Linked DNA regions of Zea mays: regions 2 and 3 are each linked to region 1. A link is a contact called in public Hi-C and HiChIP or PLAC-seq data. All regions are on one chromosome and are shown on one strand. The core of a region is the stretch at or near the end of the contact, and the rest is flanking DNA. Distances in the headings are between cores, read along the strand shown.

The links. A called contact is a pair of places that touch in the nucleus more often than the background predicts. HiChIP or PLAC-seq counts read pairs in DNA pulled down with a chosen protein or histone mark.
Region 2: a contact with region 1 is called in a Hi-C map of leaf, with 7 times the contacts expected there. The contact joins the promoter of LOC100285236 here to the enhancer-like site in region 1. A contact is called at or near these places in 5 of 25 Hi-C or Micro-C datasets (ear, leaf and tassel).
Region 3: a contact with region 1 is called in an H3K4me3 HiChIP or PLAC-seq map of leaf, with 10 times the contacts expected there. The contact joins the promoter of LOC100501899 here to the enhancer-like site in region 1. A contact is called at or near these places in 6 of 25 Hi-C or Micro-C datasets (leaf, leaf mesophyll and tassel) and 1 of 3 datasets of contacts at active chromatin or transcription factors (leaf).

Annotation. Positions count from the first base shown.
Region 1 is chr8:59,202,768-59,207,038 of Zm-B73-REFERENCE-NAM-5.0, reverse strand. No RefSeq gene overlaps it. Among protein-coding and RNA genes, the nearest start is that of LOC103635243, 16 kb to the right of the region's middle. Within about 2 kb of position 2,043, at least 16 of the 20 cell types and tissues checked have an H3K27ac peak or open chromatin away from gene starts, as enhancers often do. A contact at or near this core is called in ear, leaf, leaf mesophyll and 1 more, where this site is marked.
Region 2 is chr8:58,436,038-58,440,308 of Zm-B73-REFERENCE-NAM-5.0, reverse strand. LOC100285236 (BAH domain containing protein) reads left to right here and starts at 2,371. Exons shown (of 8, transcript NM_001158130.1): 1 at 2,371-2,915; 2 at 3,035-3,097; 3 at 4,187-4,271. The coding sequence starts at 2,421.
Region 3 is chr8:58,570,398-58,574,668 of Zm-B73-REFERENCE-NAM-5.0, reverse strand. LOC100501899 (3-ketoacyl-CoA synthase) reads left to right here and starts at 1,937. Exons shown (of 1, transcript NM_001323542.1): 1 at 1,937-3,569. The coding sequence starts at 2,073. The coding sequence ends at 3,533.

The DNA of each region.
Region 1 (4,271 bases), core at 794-3,293:
TCTGTTGGTGGGCCTAATAACATGGGAGGTTCCATGACACTTAACCCATCACGTAGACATGACACATCATCGGAGTAAGGAGTAAGGGGAAAAGGTTACAATAACATACTTTACATTCATAAGAAAATAAAGAAAGTGTAGTTATTACATATCTAGGTACTTGAGTGTGTAATCTTATTATTACATCACAAGGAGGCAAAACACCCTCCCCAAATAAGTTTTAGTTTTCATCCACCTGCTGGGGAACCTCCTTGGAATAGAAATAGCAGAACTCACTCGTTTCATCACCTACAACAACATGGGTTTGAAAACCCTGAGTACAGAGTGTACTTTCGCAAGTCTTACCCGTCAAAGGAAAAGACTCTCAAGGAAATGCTGGCCTTTAGGAATCAAGGTAAAACTCAACGAGATTCATAGACTCCTTTTGCAGAAAAAGCTTACTATGAGTCAATCCTTAAAAATCTATTTTTATTATCAGGTTAAGTAGTTACTTGCATCTAGATTTATTTCTATTCTAGATCAAGCACTTGGTCTATACTAGTTGTCTTTTATCAACCCTTCAGTTCTCTTGATGCTACGTGTAGGGAAGTGACCAAGTCTTCATGTCCGAAAAGTAATGACGATCCGAATCGATTAATACCCAGCTGGGGATCTCCAACCACATGACATATGTAGCACTTAACCCTTGCATATGTCAACTCGCCACCGGGTTTCTCAAGACCAGAATGGGTTCACGCCAACCGAGAGCATAGATACTGCACCGTCCAGCCTCTTGCCACGGAAGGTACACGCTACTCTTGCCATCTCTCCACTCCCATTGCGTGGTGGCCTTTCTGGTATTGGTTTGTACGAGGCAAAGCTTACCCATGATGAGGCATGTGGCTAGTTAAAAGGTCCTTGATCGTCAAGCCTACATCGGCTCGGTCCTTAATCGACTCAGACGAAGACGCTACATCTAGACTCCCCTCTCGTGCAAGTCACCTTCCTGGTCTCGTCTTTATTACTTAAAACCCCAAAGCTTGGTACCTGGCAGAGGTACTTCTTTTCAGATGTTGAAACCATCACGGCCATGATGGATTCACCATCATAAGTATTTTCTTTGTAAAAATCCCCATCTAGTGTGAAGCATCACCCTTTGTTTTAAAACAAAACATTTTGTTTTCTAAAGCAAGGCTAAGCATCGGAAAAATTTAAATAAATCTGGTAACAAGGAATAGTAATCAGTTTTCCAAGGAAGGGAATACATCAATTGTTTAACACACAACTCCTATCACCTAATGCATCATACAAGTTGATAAAGATTTTAAAACTACAAGGAAAGGGGTAATGCACCAGGGCTTGCCTTGTGTTGCAGGAGGTTCAGGGTCCACTCCGCAGATGTCGAAGTAAAAGTTGTTCTCCGCTGGAGGATTTTCAGCCTCGGAGACAACCTCTTCTTCTACCACGGTTTCTTCCTCGTGTTCTATACATGATAATACATGTACATGAATGCTTATGCTATGTCATGAATATGCATTTACACAATAGAAGAAAACTAAGTTGCATCCTGAAAATAACTTTCCTTCATGATACAAACTAATCACTAGGGTTTTCCTAATTTTGGTACTCTTTTATGATTAGTATTAAGTAATTTAACCCTAGAAAGCTAGTTATGGGGTTTCTGATCAAATGGTGCCCAAATCATTTCAATCTTCACTCAGGAGCTCTAATCATCATATTAAGCCTACCCAAAAAGTTTCATCATTTTTGGAGATACTAAATTATTTCTAAAATTCTAAAAAGCTTGGTGTAAGCATCTTTAAATGCTACATAATTCTAGGTTTGGGATAAAAATCTTGGAACTATTTTTATTAATTACTATGTGATTTTAGGAGTCTAGCAAAATTGGTCTCATGATTTTACCAATTTTCTACTATTTTCTACAAACTTTCTAAGCTGGCGGCAAAAAGAAAAGAAGAAACAATGAATAGTGATGGACCGAAACCAGCCCAACAGGCCCAAACCAACATGGAATCCGGGCGTGCCCGCGCCCGCGTATACAGTTTTGCGCAAAGGTCCCTGAAGATTTCAATAACTATTAAGGAATCCCTGATACTGTTTTTTTTTGTCTCACTGACATTCGCATAAAGGCCCCTCTATCTCTGTTTCTTCACGAACCAAATCCCTGGCCACACACCGCGCAAATAGCAGACCGGAGTCGTGCGTACTCGCCGATGAGGATGTGCTCCGGTAGTGTCGAGCACGCGGACACCCCCATGGATGCAACCCAAACACATTCACGCGCTCAATTTGATCAGAGCGCCACTAACTCATAGCTGTCCACGGCAATGGTGAAACCGGATCGTTGGCATGCCGGTACCGGCTTACTCGAACCAGTCGAGTTTAATCCAAGGACGTGGAAAGGCTGAGTGGCTCACTAGGTTCATGGTGCTTGTGCAAACTCAGACGGAAACTACCTGGAACGCCCGGTCGACGTGAGCTATGTCCGCAGCGTCATTCCCGGACAATACCACAACATTCTCTAAGCTATAGTGCGATAGCGTTCAGTCGGCCGAGATAGAGAGCTTTACTAGCATTAAAGGTTGTAGAAACGCGGACTAGAGGGATGTGAATGGACCTGTGGATGGCTGGCCACGACAAGACGTCACACGGTGGCGCGGATGACCAATTTGGGGGAAAACAAAAATTCGTGGGCTATGGTGGATAATCGAAAGTGAGGAGTGGTGCGCTGGGTGTGTAACAAGAAGGCAGAGCAGGGAGGGCCTTCAATTTATAGGGACCACTCGAGTGCTTCGCGAATTTGGGTGAGATGATCTTGCGGCGGCGAGCGAGTGAGTCACCGGAGTTTGCCAAACGTTGCGCTCACTGAGGGTAAAGTCTAGGGAGGGGGGTAATTGGCTGTTTTACATGACCTACGGTGATGTGATACATGGTCCATGGCATGGCACAATTGAGCTCACCGGGGTCACGACGGCGACGATGGCTTAGCCATGTCATAGAGCCAGTGAGTCACTATGGATGGACCAGTACCGGAGACCAAGTTCACTGCCCCTCCTTGACCTTTTCACCCCAGCGCTTATCCATGCCGGTGATCTTTTCCGGCGGGCGCAAATTGCGGTGTGGGATCGGCGGGGAAGTGCCCGACGTCTATGATCTTTTTCAGATACTGTACCATGGTGATCTTCTTTAGTGCGCCTAATAGAGCGATTTGATGAGCTTTGTTCTCAAATTTTCATGTGACAAACTGCTAATCCGACTACATCAAAGTTGTTTCCCAATATACCAGCTTCAACTTTGTTACAGGGTTCTTGATCGAATACTCACTAGATCATGCATAATTCGGCCTCAAAGTTCATCAGAGTTCACTGACAGTCGAGTTTTAGTGTGTGACCCGGCTGACAGTCCAACTTTATAGTCCATTTTTCTCTAGTTTCTATACAGTTCTAGGGCTTAATCCTTTAATCAAACTTGGACTAATATAGTAACTCTACAAATTTGTTGTAGTGACCCATGGCAAAATCCCTATAGATTAAGAGATGTTAAGGTTTAAACATGGCCCGATAACACTGTTTTAAGAGTTAACCATATGGGTGCCTTTGGGACCTTTTTGCAATTTACTTCAATTTATTCCATAAAACTTAGATCTCTCCAAATATAAAAGTTGCTTAGTTTTTGTTACTCTACCACTTTGATATATGCACTTTGGTCCAAAAGTGCATAGAAATTGGAGTCACCTCATAGAACACTAATTAGGGTTTTGAGTATTCTAGGGTTTAAGTGGCACTTAAACTCTCTAAGTTTAGTATTTTTTGAACATCTCCACTAACCTTTGAGATCATACTCAAATTATCATCTCACACACCCACATGCTTCTAATCCTTGGGAAAAGTACCCTATCCTAGGGTCAAAGACCTCTTTAATCAAGTCAAATCATCACATCACAAATTTGTTTTGAAATTTTTACTAGTGGATGCACTCTAGGTGTAACATACATAATGAAATGCCAATGCATATGATGTCATGCCAATGTTTTTGTTATTGTAACACCAGGGGTGTTACTCATGGGATTTGTTATTGGTGATGTTCGGTAATGGTGTCACAATTAATGACTTATGGTGCCGCATTGAGACCGAGGGCCTCGTGTGAATGTACACACAAGGTTGTGCTACTTGGCATATGTTGTTCATGATGCATTATGGAACTACACTGACATGTTATCTTCTATGGACCTTTTCCTTGAAACGATTTCTGTGCTGTTTGTAAGAATGATC
Region 2 (4,271 bases), core at 1,122-3,621, 770 kb after region 1:
CGGGAGAGCAGGTCTCTGGAACCCTTCGCCTTTGAGATCCTGCACCGGGAGAAGGAGAATAAGGTTTTTGGGAAGCGTCCTCACGCGACTGCTCGTGATCTTCTGACGTCGTCGACCCCGCTGATTCCGCTGATCATCAACCCCGCTGCTTCGACGTCGTCGACCCTGCCGATTTCGGCCCGCGCCATCTATCAGTATGTCTGATCAGTACGCATCATCTGATTTGACTTTTTACTTCAGTTCTTCTGATTTTGTCATGATTTATATTCGGAATTTAATCTGGAAATTGTCTAATTATTCAACATTCTTCACTCAGATTCTGATTTGGTTTTTAACTTTTTGCACAACCATTTCACGGCGAAGATGCAGGGTGAGAAGGCGGACAAGACATGGCGGCTCCTGGTGAAGAAGGTGAGGAGGGCTAGAGCGATGGCCAGCTTGGTCGAGAGGCAGGTGCCGGAGGTTGTGGCTATGTCGTGGCCTCGTGGGCGAAGTACAACAGCGGCAGCAAATGGGCGCGAAACTGAGACAAAGATACACTACTCGTCCGGCATGTATGGTGAAGTCTTCTGCAGTTTTTTTGCGCTTATGAATGCAATCCGACGCTGCCATGCAAACAAGGTCTGTCTGAAACAAGGAGCTCGACGCCATGATTCATGGTGATGAGCTTAGCCACGTCGGCGCTGTGTCAGACTGTCGTCGCCAGCGGACAAGCACCTCGGTGCCAAGATCTATGGCACCGAACCGTGTTACCTAGGCGCCACGGTCTATGGCGCCGAGAAAAGAGTTTAAAAACGAGATTAAATTATATAGGGGTCTGAACGTGAACATTTTCAAGAAAAAAATTAAAATACAAAAAAATTCGGGACGTCCAACGAGGATTCATCCGTTCGTACACGAAAAAATTGCTATTTTAGCCCTTCTAACGTGGGCTATTGCTATTATGTGACCCTCTGTCTATGACTTGTGGAACTATTTGTGTTTATAATTTCTGAGTCTGATGGTAAAATAGAGAAGTCCATAACTGAGAGCGACAAAATAACAAATTCGTACACGTTCTCAGGGTGCTGGACAGGCGGTACACATCAGTGGCGAACAGTTCCTTCCGCGCACACAAGTCTGTCCTGGGCGAGGTTTGTGGCTTTGTGCAGTGTGTATCTCCTATCCCTGCTCCGCACACAAAACATTATATTGAATATAGATTTTTTTATTGAATACAACTATACAAACTAAACGTATGTACCACAAAATAATATTGAACATAGAAAAAAACTTTACAAGGCTGATTTGGCAAAACAATATAGAAAGTCATGTTGTCAAATAGATTTTTATAATGACTTTGGCTTTTCTAGAAAAGCAGAAAAGCTAGAGCAGAAGCTATTTATGTAATTACTCCGTTCATAAATATATGACACTATTGACTTTTTTTTTAATTTTTTTGACCACTCTTCTTATTCAAAAAAAATTAATATATTGTAATTTATTTTTTGATTTGTTTTATCGCTTAAGTTAGTTTGTGTTTGACTTAAAATTTTAAGTTTTTGAATAAATATTTTAAATAAGACGAGTGGTCAAAGTTATTTTTAAAAAAAATCGACGGTATCATATATTTGTGAACGGAGGTAGTAAAAGCTAAAGCCCTTGACAAAGAGGATGTTAGATGTACACTTTAGAGGGTGTTTAACATTGCTTTAAAGTTGAGCAACTCTGCTTCAAAGTTGTAGAGTTTCTAAAAGTGTTTAGTTTACAGAATAGCTTTAGTTTCACTAAAATGAGATTTTTTCTTGTGTAGTTGGTGGCAATGATGGGTAATTACTCTCTAACTCCATGAGGTTATTGAAAAACCGTGTTTGTGAAGCACACTTTGCTCCTTTATAAAAAAGTGAAGTTAACCCTCAACTTTATATTTTTTTGGTGAAGGCGAGTCGTTGAAGTTAGAAGAGTCGTTGAAGTTAGAAGTGTTTGACTAGATGTTTGTGAAGCTAAGTTGATTTCCGTAAAATGAAGCAGTCCCAAATACTCAAGCTGGATGATACAAAGTTAAGTTTAGAGCATCTTCAAAGGACACTTCATTTTTTTATTACTTTTTATTTGACTCTTTATTTATCTCTCAATAACGATTATACTCTATAATATAGCATCTCATCTCAACCGACTCTCTAATATGCAATTTAGTTTGGTTAGGAAGATGACTAATTTAGAGAGCCAGATATCTTGACGATTTAGATAATTATTCTGTTGAATAGTTATTTTGCTATTAAATAGCTAAAATTTAGTATTTTAGAGATGTTCTTAAGGTTAGTATGCTACTAGGAAAAACCTAGACACGAAGTCCAACCCAAATCTCAATATCCCAACCCTCCGATCCCCATTTCCATCCACTCCGACACCAATCCTCCGCTCCGACCACCGCCGGAGAAATGGGGCGGCGCCGCCGGTTCGCGCAGCTGGACGATGACGACGACGACGACGAAGACGTGCCCATCAATTTCAAGCCCTCGGGTGGCGCCTCCTCCTCGGACGCCAAACCCAGGAAGCCCCAGCCGCCGCCGCAGCAGCGCCGCGGAGTCTCCGATGACGACGACGAGGACGTGGAGGAAGTGGAACTTGAGGAGGAGGAGGACGACGAGAAGGATCTCGAGGCAATGCGACGGGCCGAGGAGGAGGAGCGCCGCGAGCAGGAGGCCGAGACGAAGACTCGCCGCCGCCGGGGACGGCCCAAGCGCCGCCGCGACCCGGGGAGCGAGGATGAGGAGCCCGAGGAGCTAGAGCTGCAAACGGAGGATCCCCGTGAGGAGGAGATCACGGAGGCGGTGCCCGTAGCTGTAGGGGACCCGGTCAAGATCACTGGCAAGGGGAAGAAGCAGAAGAAGCACTATGCTTCCTTCGAGTACGAGGGCAACAGCTTCGAGCTGGTAAGCCTCCTCCTCCGTTTCTCGCTTCCAGATTTTTGCTCTCTTGGTATTTTTTGGGTTTCTGGAGGCGCAAATTGTTTTCTTTCCGGTGGTTGATTGCTGCGGGTTCAATTGCGCAGGAGGACCCCGTGCTTCTCACGCCTGAGGACAGCAATCAGAAGCCCTATGTCGCCATCCTCAAGGTCTGTGTTCGTATCAGGGACCAAAACCAAACATTGCCGAATAAACTGCGGATCTGTTTAGTTTCCTGAAATTTTAATTTTACTTGATTCATTTGTAGGATTTCATAGATTTCACTGAACTTGATGGGTTGGTAACTATTGATGCTTCTGTTGTGTGATAGTTTTGATTGACCAGAGTCTTTATACCAGTATAAGATAGACATGTTGTTTTACCATGAAATATGAGATGATGCTAGGTTTTGGCTGCAGCATTTTTTGTATTGACATTGTGCTTAGACTGTAACACCTTTATTTGCATCCAGCTGTTTTGTTCTGTGACCTCACTATTTTTTGCATAAATTATTTCTTAAATGCAGTCGTCCCTTTTTTAACTTCTTATATTGTTCCCTGCATTTGGTTGCTACAACTAAATTAGATATGTTAGAGCAATTCCAAGAGATTAGCAAAAAAGATTAGCCAAATTTACTGATTCAGCTGGTGTCTAAAATAGATTTTTTTTTTAAAAAAGAGTAGACTAATCCAACAGACTCTGCAAACCAACAATAGAGATGGCGAGTGAAGCATACTATCCAAAAATAGAGAGCGAAATTGGAGGGATGAAGAGCTACTAAATTTAAAGAGGCATTTACAAAGTCTATTAGAATTGTTTTTCTTCTAATAGTAGCCAAATTTAGTTTTACAAAACGATCTGACTAGTCTTTTTGGAGTTGCTCTTACTATTGAATTGTTGAAACTTGGACATCATAGTAATCTCTTCTCATGAACATTGAGTAAGTGCTTGCTGCTAGGCGTAATTTTCAATCTGTTTTTTTATTGCCATGGGTGCACCTGCAAATGGACTCTATGCTGGGGCCAACCCTTATGTGAAGCATTTTAATATCTCCTGTGACTGGAGCATTGGAATGGTTACCTGGTCTTGCTTGTGCTGAGGACAATGTCTCTTATCATTGTACAGCTGGAATGTATCTTCTAGTATAGTGGTCCTTATTTTGCAATACAGTCACATGTGTGCTACAGTTCCCTGTGATATTTGATATTTCCAACTTTCATTTTCTGTAACATAGTTTCTTTTTAATTATCTTTGAACAGGATATAACAGAAACTGATGGGAGCCTATATGTAACTGGCCAATGGTTTTATAGACCAGAAGAGGCTGACAAAAAGGAGGGTGGAT
Region 3 (4,271 bases), core at 688-3,187, 630 kb after region 1:
GCGGTAACTTCTCACCAACTTGTCTGTTTATATAGCCCTGCAGGAGAAGAAGGCGAACCGCCAAAGCATGTATACTGGCTGAACGGTGGACCAGCCAACGCTTGGAATATTTTAATCGTTTTTTGATAACAAGCTCAGGGAAGGTGTTTTTCGGACCTTCGGCATTCCGAAGCCTTCGTGTTTTTCGTGGATCGAGCTCGTTATGAAAAAAACGATCTAGCACCACGAAGGGGCTACTGTTGGGGGACTTCTTCTCCACCGAAGGCTCTCAAGACAAAAAACACCTTTGACAAAGTAATACCGAAGTATTCTCTCCTTCTACCGAAGGTTCTCAAGACGAAGACCTCGCTTAGAAGCAACGACGCCAAGTGTCGAAGCTACCATCAGCTTCGGTTTAAATCGAGCAAAGGATGAAAAGACTAGATAGACCCTAGTAATCTAAGTTATGCCAATAAACATATGTTGAGGGTCATGAATGTAATTTTACCCGGGCTGCGTCCCGTGCCTATAAATAGATGAACAGTATCACCGTACTATTCACGCTGATTTGTAATCTCCCTCGCATCAACACCTTTGAACAAGTCGAAGGTATTATTGTAATATAATTCTTGTTAATATTATTGCATATTCCGTGAAATGCAAATATGAATGAATTGATGGGATACACTTGCTGTTTTCGTCCTTTTGCATTCTCATTTATCTATAAGATGATGAAGGCATGTGTTTCGTGACCTTCGTCTGATGATCATTATGTCCATGAGAAGATAATGCTTCGGAAGACGAAGGTTTTTAATACTTAACAATTGTGTTGCCTTGTTCATGATTCACAACATTTGAGAACCAGTGACCAAAAATTCCCGAAGGTTGCCTTCATTTGGAAGATGTCAGGTAATCAACCTATCTCCGAAGATGAAACTGGAACCTTCGGTTCAACACCGTGAACACATGATGAAAGAGTCAGAAAGAACGTGGAATTGAATCTTCAAGACTTGCTCAGTATGACTGTAAAGTAAAAGACAATGGTGCCCTTAACAGACATCATAGCTCACTTGTATAGGTTTGATGACATGTTTGTAACTTTTAAGAAGTTGTATTCCTGCACTATAAAAAGAGGAATAGTGTCATACAGATGGACACGTCTTCCAGGGAAAGAAATTTGAATTGTTGTTCCTATGAAGCTTATTTTTGCCCCTTTTTACCTTCGCGCTATTGTCTGTAGTGCCGAAGGTCCGATTGTGATTGTTAATGGATGAAGGAATGAGAAAGATTAACCCTTGCAACATGAGTAATTTAGAACATTTCTGTGTTACAATCTCTTTATCTACATTCCAATATTCATATATTTATCTCTCACCCTTCTCTTAATTAACACCCTTGTGGAGAGTTAATTGAGAGAAAAATAAGTTATTTATTTGTGTTGTGTCTTGTTTTTTATTTCATTCAAGAGTCAAAAATAAGTAATCAACAAAAACTAATTACACAGATAAAGGATAAACTACGATACGAATTTATTAAATCTAATTAAATCTATGTTTAATATTTCTAATTGATATTTAAACTTTCGATATGACAAGATAAAACTTTAGTCACACAAACCAAACACTGCATTAGTTACCCTATGACGTCTGAACCTGTGCAATGAATACCTGTATTTTTTGACGTTTTGACTATACCTGTATTTTTTGACGTTTTGACTAGGACAACGTGGCCCGGTGGCGGTCTTGCTGGAGTTTGTACCACACAGTCACACACATTGGCTGATTGGCACTGCACGGCATACAGTTGTGGAATTTGTAGACTCGTCCAATTGGATCGCATTAAAGTCGTTGGGTGGCAGCACTGCCTTGCGGCCTTGCCTCCGTTCCCATAATACCCTCGACACAGCCTTTAAAAATCATACGCTCCCTCGACTCTCTTTTCAGCTGCACTGCACACACGCGCACACACAACAGGCCCGCGTGCAGTTGCGAAACCCATATACAGGATAAGGCCTAAAAGGCTAGGCACGCACGGTACTGCTTGTATCATATCATATAGACTAGTACTCCCCACCACGCAGTTGCACTGGCACGATGAACACGCTACTGCATGTCAAGTTCCTGAAGACCATGTACCGGCTGGTCGTCAATAACTTGGTCGCCATCGTCGTCTTCGCCGCCACCGCCGGCGTGGTCGCGAGGACAAGCCCTGAGGAGGTACAGGCGCGGGCGCGCGAGATCCGGCCGGTCCACTGCCTGCTGGCCCTGCTCCTTGCCGCTGCCGTCGCCAAGCTGCGTCGCGTGGGCCGGCCCAAGGACGTGTACCTCGTGGAGTACGGCTGCTTCCGGCCCAAGCCCTGGTTCCGGGCGCCTTTCGCGACGTGCCTGGAGCACGCGCACCTGATGCCGTACCTGGTGGACGAGGAGAGCGTCAGCTTCGCCATCCGCCTGCTCGAACGCTCCGGGCTCGGCGAGGAGACCTGCGTTCCGGATGCGTACCACTACATGCCGCCAGACCGCAGCCTCAGCGCCTCCCGCGACGAGACCGAGTTGGTCATCTTCTCCGCCGTGGACGAGGTGTTCGCCAGGACGAGCGTTAAGGCCGAGGAGATCGACGTGCTCATCGTCAACTGCAGCATCTTCACGCCCACGCCGGTGTTCGCCGACATGGTCGTCAACAGGTACAAGCTTCGCCCCGACGTGCAGAACGTCAACCTGTCCGGGATGGGGTGCAGCGCGGGGCTCGTCTCCGTCGGCCTCGCCAAGAACCTCCTGCAGACGGCACGGCCGGGCACGCACGTCCTCATCGTCTCCACGGAGATCCTCTCGTCGCAGTACTACGTCGGCACGGAGCGCGCCATGCTGCTGCCCAACTGCCTCTTCCGCATGGGCGCTGCGGCCATGATCCTTTCCAACTCCCCGGAGCGCGCGCGGTACAGGCTCACCCGCCTGGTGCGCACCGTGACGGCCGCTCGGGACGCCGACTACCGGTGTGTGTTCCAGGAGGAGGACGACAAGGGCAACACCGGGATCCGCCTCTCCAAGGACCTCGCCGCCACCGCCGGCCACGCGCTCAAGAGCAACATCGCCGCCTTCGGACCCCTCGTCCTACCAGCCTCGGAGCAGCTCCTCGTCGCGCTGTCCTTCCTCAAGCGGAAGCTCCTGCTCCTCAGAGGCCGCGCCAAGGTGAGGCTCTACCGTCCGGACTTCCGCACGGCGTTCGAGCACATCTGCATCCACGCAGGCGGCCGCGGGGTGATCGACGAGGTTCAGCATGGCCTCGGCCTGTCCGACGAGGACGTGGAGGCGTCGCGGATGACGCTGCACAGGTTCGGGAACACGTCCAGCAGCTCCGTGCTCTACGAACTGGCCTACATCGAGGCCAAGGGGGCGATGAAAAAGGGCGACCGGATTTGGATGATCTCCTTCGGCGCCGGCTTCGACTGCAACAGTGTTGCGTGGGAGTGCGTCAAGCCGCCAGCCGACGCCGACGGGCCGTGGGTCGACACCATCCACCGCTACCCGGTGCAGCTCCCAGAAATTGTCAACAAATAAAAACAAATCTGATGACTCCTAGGGCATGCAACTACCATTTTCAGGCGTATATTTGTACGTACCCAGCAGTATACGTATACACGCATATTGATTGAGTTCGCTGATGAAGAAGTATGCGCGCGCGCGTGCGTCTCTGTCTATATATATATATATGGCGTATACTTATGGGCGGATATGATATGCCCACGTCTCAGATAGGGCCTTCTTGCTAGATCGATGTCACTGATTGTAGCCCAAATTAATGCAAGCGTACTTGATTTGTTTGGTGTCAAACCTTGAGTACTGCTGCTTCATGCCACACCTCCATGTTCAGTCCCTGGTATCTCACAATTCCACATAGCTAAAGACCAAACTTACTTAACCAAAGTTATTCTCTAGATATAGCTCTACCACTTTGGTATAGCACCCCTAGTCTTAGAACATACAGAACAAGAGTTATGATGTCAAAAAGTAGAGCAAAAACTGCTGAAACGCCCAGTTTCAGTTAACTGAAACAGCTCTACACTAAGTCTGACAGAGAGTTTTGCAACTCCTTTTTCCCTAACTCCTAGACAGTAGAAATCCTACTCTTTGTATAAAACTTGTTCACCTTCAGATGGTATTTGACTTTATATATAAATTGTAACAAAAAACCTCATGGATTGGTCACAAAGTAACTCTAAACTGAGAACCAAACACTAAAATTCCAGTTTTCAGTAACTGAACCAAATTCAGTCACAGCCACCCTAGCAGCTGATT